2 separate regions of the Mus musculus genome follow, and region 2 is linked to region 1. The links are chromatin contacts, called in public promoter capture Hi-C maps. All regions are on one chromosome and are shown on one strand. The core of a region is the stretch at or near the end of the contact, and the rest is flanking DNA. Distances in the headings are between cores, read along the strand shown. Region 1 holds the start of C030006K11Rik (RIKEN cDNA C030006K11 gene). Region 2 holds the start of Lgals2 (lectin, galactose-binding, soluble 2).

Region 1 (2,700 bases), core at 125-2,624:
CACTCTGCTCTCCTCTCCCTTCACCCGGACCCCCTCACACAGGTGTTCGTGCAGCCAGCCAACGTAGCCATCACCAAAATGGACGTCAGCAACCTGGCTATGGTGATGGCACCCAACTGCCTGCGCTGCCAGTCGGATGATCCTCGCGTCATCTTCGAGAATACACGAAAGGAGATGTCCTTCCTTCGAGTGCTCATTCAGCATTTAGATACCAGCTTCATGGAGGGCGTGCTATAGCACGCGGGCTATGGACGCCTGCTAGGGTGACACCCGGGAAGGTGGGAGGGAAGGCCCCAGCGCGAGGCAGCATGCCAGGCCCCGCCAGACGCCGGCCCCGCCCTAGGCCCTCCCGGGGCCAAGCAGCCGCGCCATATCTCGCGGCCAGTTCCTGCAGGTACCGGCTCGCCCTGCCAGTCGCAAGCCAGCCCCGAGAAGTGCCTTCTGTTTCCCGGAGCCGAGCGACACTGCCCTCCTGGTCGGCTGAAGCACATACCGCGTTGCTCAGGGCAACAGGACCTTGTCCCCTCTTCAGGGCAATCCTCCACCAAGGCACTCTCGCCCTGATCCCTCCCACCCTAGTCTAGGGGCCTCTGGCTGGGGCCAGAAGGAGAGTTAGAGGCGTTCTGGAGAGCTGTGCTGGCCACTACTAGGACTTGGCTCCGTCGGCTCGATGCCTAATAGGTCTTTGTGCAAGGGGAGGCCCCAAACCAAAGCCCTCTGGGTTAGGGCCAGGGCTAGGCAGGCTTTCTTGGGGCGGGTGAGGGAGGGCGAGAGGTTTTTTGTTTTTTGACTACAGAATCTATCCGATACCCAGCCTACTTGTGTATAAAGATATAAATAGAACGACAGAACTAAGTTTGCTAAGGACATAGTTTTAACCAGATGCTATTTAGCTCTTGAACTGCCATTGCGGTCCTCGCGCTGAGCAAGTTAGCACCACCCTCCTTTGACCTCGCGGCCTCTGACCAAACTCCACACACGGGCGGCGCGTGGATGAGACCTGCCTGGACTCGTTTGCGTTTTCCATTCTGGAATCTGAGTTCCAACAGTTGTCAAACTTCATTTCTCCTGTTTATATATATATATTTTTAGAGTTTTTATTTATTAAAAACAAAAGTCCCGTCATGCGGAGGTCCTGGCCTCTCTCTCCAGGGCCTCTCGGCCGCAGGCGCTCCCTCGTACGTGTGGCTCGAGGGGACAGTGCTCCGTGTGAATAAAGTTCAAGTGCACACTCGCTGATTGTGTTTCTTTCAGGTTACTTCTGACAAGGGGGCGGGGGAGTCCACGTCTGGCAGCTACTTCCGGGGGCGGGATAGACAGCTCCGCCCCTCCGAGCACGTGTTGCCGGCGGAACCCAAAGCCCCAGGCACAACACTGTGTGATCCGCTTCCGGTGTGGAAGAATGTGGCCGCCTAGTGGGGCAGTGCGTAACTTGGCTCTAGTCTTGGCGAGGTCGCAGAGAGCTCGGACCTGCAGTGGGGTCGAGCGTGTCTCCTACACACAGGGTCAAAGCCCGGAGCCCAGAACCCGCGAGTATTTCTACTATGTGGATCACCAAGGCCAGGTGTGCCTGGCGTGTGACAGAGGGAGGAGACCTGAGGGGACTGCGGAATCCATCGGCACCGGGTGGGGAGTAGTTCTAGAGGCGAGACCTGGGATAGGTGCTACGCGTGGCTTTGAACCTTTCAAAGCCCAGGCTGGAAGAGTTAATTCCGGGGCCTTCCGCTTTCACCGCATCGTAATCCCGCGCACACTAGCCTGTCCTAGCAGCAGTCCCAGAGCCGAGTGCTTGCTCGCGATTGCTAGGGACAAGCGGCTGTCAAACCTGCTGTAGAAAAAGGGGTGAGGGCTGCAACCCTGGAAACCTGTCTGTAGATGTGGGGAGAGTCCGCAGGGCCCTTCCACATGCCCCCCTGAACACATTAGACAGAAAAGCAAGGACAGCGAACACCACCGGCTTTCTTGCCAGGACTTACTGTCCACTGTGTCCCTTCTGCAGCTTTTCCTAGATGACTCCAAAATGAAGAACTTTATCACCTGCTTCAAAGGTATTGCTTACTGCACTGCTCCCTCGTGTCTCTCTCTACCCTTCAGGGCCTCGGCTCCCCGACTCTGAGGGAAGGCACCATCCACGAGGGGGGGCCGCTGTCTCGTGCCAGTGCTGGTATTCCCAGGAAAAGGAGCGTGTCGGGGAAGCTGGGTCACCGAGCATGATCGTGCCTTTTGTTCCCACAGACCTGCAGTTCCTGGTCACTTTCTTCTCCCGTCTGAGACCCAACCACAGCGGGCGCTACGAGGCTTCCTTCCCCTTCCTCTCGCTTTGCGGCAGAGAGCGTAACTTCCTGCGCTGTGAAGACCGGCCAGTGGTCTTCACGCACCTCCTGGCTTCCGACAGCGAGTCACCTCGTCTCTCCTACTGTGGCGGTGGCGAGGCGCTGGCGATACCCTTCGAGCCGGCTCGCTTGCTACCCCTGGCGGCCAATGGGCGCCTGTACCACCCGGCCCCGGAGCGCGCAGGCGGTGTGGGTCTAGTGCGCTCGGCCCTGGCCTTCGAGCTCAGCGCTTGCTTCGAGTATGGGCCTAGCTCCCCTACGGTCCCCTCTCACGTACACTGGCAAGGTCGCCGCATCGCCCTAACTATGGATCTGGCCCCGCTGCTGCCCGCTGCCCCGCCGCCCTGAGACTCCAGCTGGGGCTGTG
Region 2 (2,700 bases), core at 67-2,566, 2.1 Mb before region 1:
TTTTAATGGGGCAGACTAAGATGAAGTAGTGCTCAGAGGTAGGACATGGCTTCTATAAACTAAGCCTTGGAGAGCTGGAGTGTTTCACAGCCAGCGACATCTGATTCTGAAGTGCAGATCTGTGAGCCTCAGTGTTCCCAAATGAAGTAGGATAAACAACTGTAGAGACCTGTCTGTGGTACAAACCCACTGGAAGGACGGGCAGCACAGGTTCCCTCCCAGCAGAGGAACTACGTCAGGTTTCTTCCTCTTGACAGTATCTAATTGTGTATATGGACCCCAACTACCACAAAATTCATAGGCATAAAGGGCGAAGGACAGAAACCCCCAGTGTCCCGAACCCTTGGGTTCCCTCCTGCACGTTTGGTCTGTGTCCCAGCAGAACCAAGCTCTTTTGTGCATGGTGCCAGGGATGGAAGCCACAGGGCATGCATCCTGAGGATACAGCACACCACTGAACCACCCAGCCCTCGCAGAATAGTTGACTTTTGGCATCTTCTTCCGCCCGTTTTTAAGCACTTCAGTTATACTTATTTGTGTGTGCACATGTGCCATGGTCCATGTGTGGAGGTCAGAGGGGACACCTTGCAAGAGTTGGTTCTTTCCTTCCATCATGTGAGCTCCGGGAAGCAAACCCCGGTGGTTAGGCTTGGCAGCAGGCACCTTTATCCGTCGAGCCATCTCACTGGCCCTAGATGTGAATCTACCACTTTTGAAGCAAAATGTGTGCAGCCAGATATAGTGTTTCCTGCCTGTAATCCCAGCACTTGGGGCAGAAGTGTGAGAATAGAGAGTCCAAGGCTAACCTGGGCTAAATGGTCAGACTCTGTTTCACAAGAAGAAAAAAAAAGAAACAAATTATATGTATAATCAGAAAAAGCATGGATGAGAGAAGGGAGAAAAAAGTCTTTGAATGACTCACAGACACACTGAAAATTAGAAGCTTGGACATCTTTTAACAGAGCCAGCCTGTCTTTTTGTGGTTGTAGGAGCTGGGCTCAGCAAAGAGGTTGGATGGCCTGCCAAGATCGGGGTGTTTGTGGTTTGTGTGGGGGTGGCACTAGGGCATCCTCCCTTGGGCTTTGTGGAGTACTGACCACGGAGGCTGGTAGGAATTGCCAGAAGCGGGGCCAGAGGGATGCTCACGATCGAGTCAGAGTGAGTGAGGAGCCATCTTCCTGTTTGTTGAGTGAGTGCCTGCATATACAGACCGGGTGATATTAGGAGATAAAGGTCCAAAGTCCTTATTTATGGCCTCGGGGTGGTTAATGTGTAATACTCTGGGATTATAAGCCTGACCAAGAGGGGATACCTTGAGCACAAACCTCTAGGAGCAACTGGGAGAGCTGTGGCCAGGAGCTGTCACCATGTCGGTGAGGATGCTGGCCCTCTGCACCCACTTCCTTCTGCTCATGTGTCTTTGCTAGAGTGTGTGGGTTGGGGGGTTCTGGGGTCCATTGTTTGTTTATTTATTTGTTTGTTTGTTTGTTTTTTCAAGACAAGGTTTCTCTGTGTAGCCCTGGCTGTCCTGGAACTCATTTTTTAGACCAGGCTGGCCTTGAACTCAGAAATCCACCTGCCTCTGCCTCCCAAGTGCCACCACCACCCGGCTTCTGGGGTCCATTATTGCCACCCTTCTCTTTGTGTCAGTTTCTCCCGGAGAACCAAAAAGAAAGCTGGGTTGCCAAGCTGGTGACACATGCCTTTAATCCCAGCACTAGGGAGACAGAGGCAGGAGGATCTCTGAGTTCAAGACCAGCCTGGTCTATAGAGAGTGAGCTCCAGGATAGCCAGAGCTATGTAGAGAGACCCTGTCTCTAAAACTAAAAGAAGAAAACTGGTGGATAATCTCTCAAACCCTTAGCATTGAAGCTGTCTGTCTCTCTGTCACCACCAAGTTCAGGGCCAGAACTTTCCTTTCCCTCTTTGAGGACAGCAACAGTCGTATTAATTATTACTGCCGACCTCTACTGAGTCTCATAAAGATGAGAGTTGTAGGGCAGGGGCTGGGGGAAGGGCCCAGACCAACGATATAGCATGTGCGGTGATTTAGCCAGTGCAAGGCCCTGGGTTGGAACTCCAGCACCAGAAAATATCACGCTTCCAGAGGAACTGCATGGAACAAGCTGAGTGGGTAAAGTGCTTGTCCACCATGCATATAGCCCAGGGTTTGATCTCCAGCACTGCATAAACTGGATGTGACGGCGCAACTGGCAAGCCCAGGATTCAAAGGCCAGAGGCAGGGGGATTTCTGAGTTTGAGGCCAGCCTGGTGTATATAATGAGTTCCAGCTACATACTGAGATCCTGTTGAGAGAGAGAGAGAGAGAGAGAGAGAGAGAGAGAGAGAGAGAGAGAGAGAGAATGGAAGAAAAGGAAGGAAGGAAGGAAGGAAGGAAGGAAAGAGAGAGAGAGAGAGAAAGAAAGAAAAAAGAGAGAAAGAGAAAAGGAAGAAGGGAGGGAGAGAAGTATGGAGGGAGGGAAACTGAGGCTCAAGATGAAACCATAGGTGGCTAATATCTACATATTGCAAGAGTATTGGCACACTCTCGAGAGCCTGTGTTCCGATCTGGCTCCTGTGAAGTTTCTGGTGTGACTTTGGACAAGTTGATGTCCCTCTCTCGGGCAGCTGGTTCTCCCTGATGTGTATGAGATGGGACCACATGACACTCTCTGGGGACTAGATGATAGGTTTATTCCC

Evidence for each region. Promoter capture Hi-C pulls out the DNA fragments that hold promoters and counts their contacts.
Region 2: a contact with region 1 is called in a promoter capture Hi-C map of pre-B cells, with 4 times the contacts expected there. The contact joins the promoter of Lgals2 here to the promoter of C030006K11Rik in region 1. A contact is called at or near these places in 3 of 39 promoter capture datasets (embryonic stem cells, liver and pre-B cells).

Annotation. Positions count from the first base shown.
Region 1 is chr15:76,722,519-76,725,218 of GRCm38.p6, reverse strand. C030006K11Rik (RIKEN cDNA C030006K11 gene) reads left to right here and starts at 1,374. Exons shown (of 3, transcript NM_145472.2): 1 at 1,374-1,564; 2 at 2,000-2,048; 3 at 2,236-2,700. The coding sequence starts at 1,403. The coding sequence ends at 2,681. Arhgap39 (Rho GTPase activating protein 39) reads left to right here. Exons shown (of 12, transcript NM_001168288.2): 12 at 43-1,234. The coding sequence ends at 237.
Region 2 is chr15:78,854,145-78,856,844 of GRCm38.p6, reverse strand. It overlaps Lgals2 (lectin, galactose-binding, soluble 2), which reads left to right and starts at 1,316. Exons shown (of 4, transcript NM_025622.3): 1 at 1,316-1,373. The coding sequence starts at 1,368.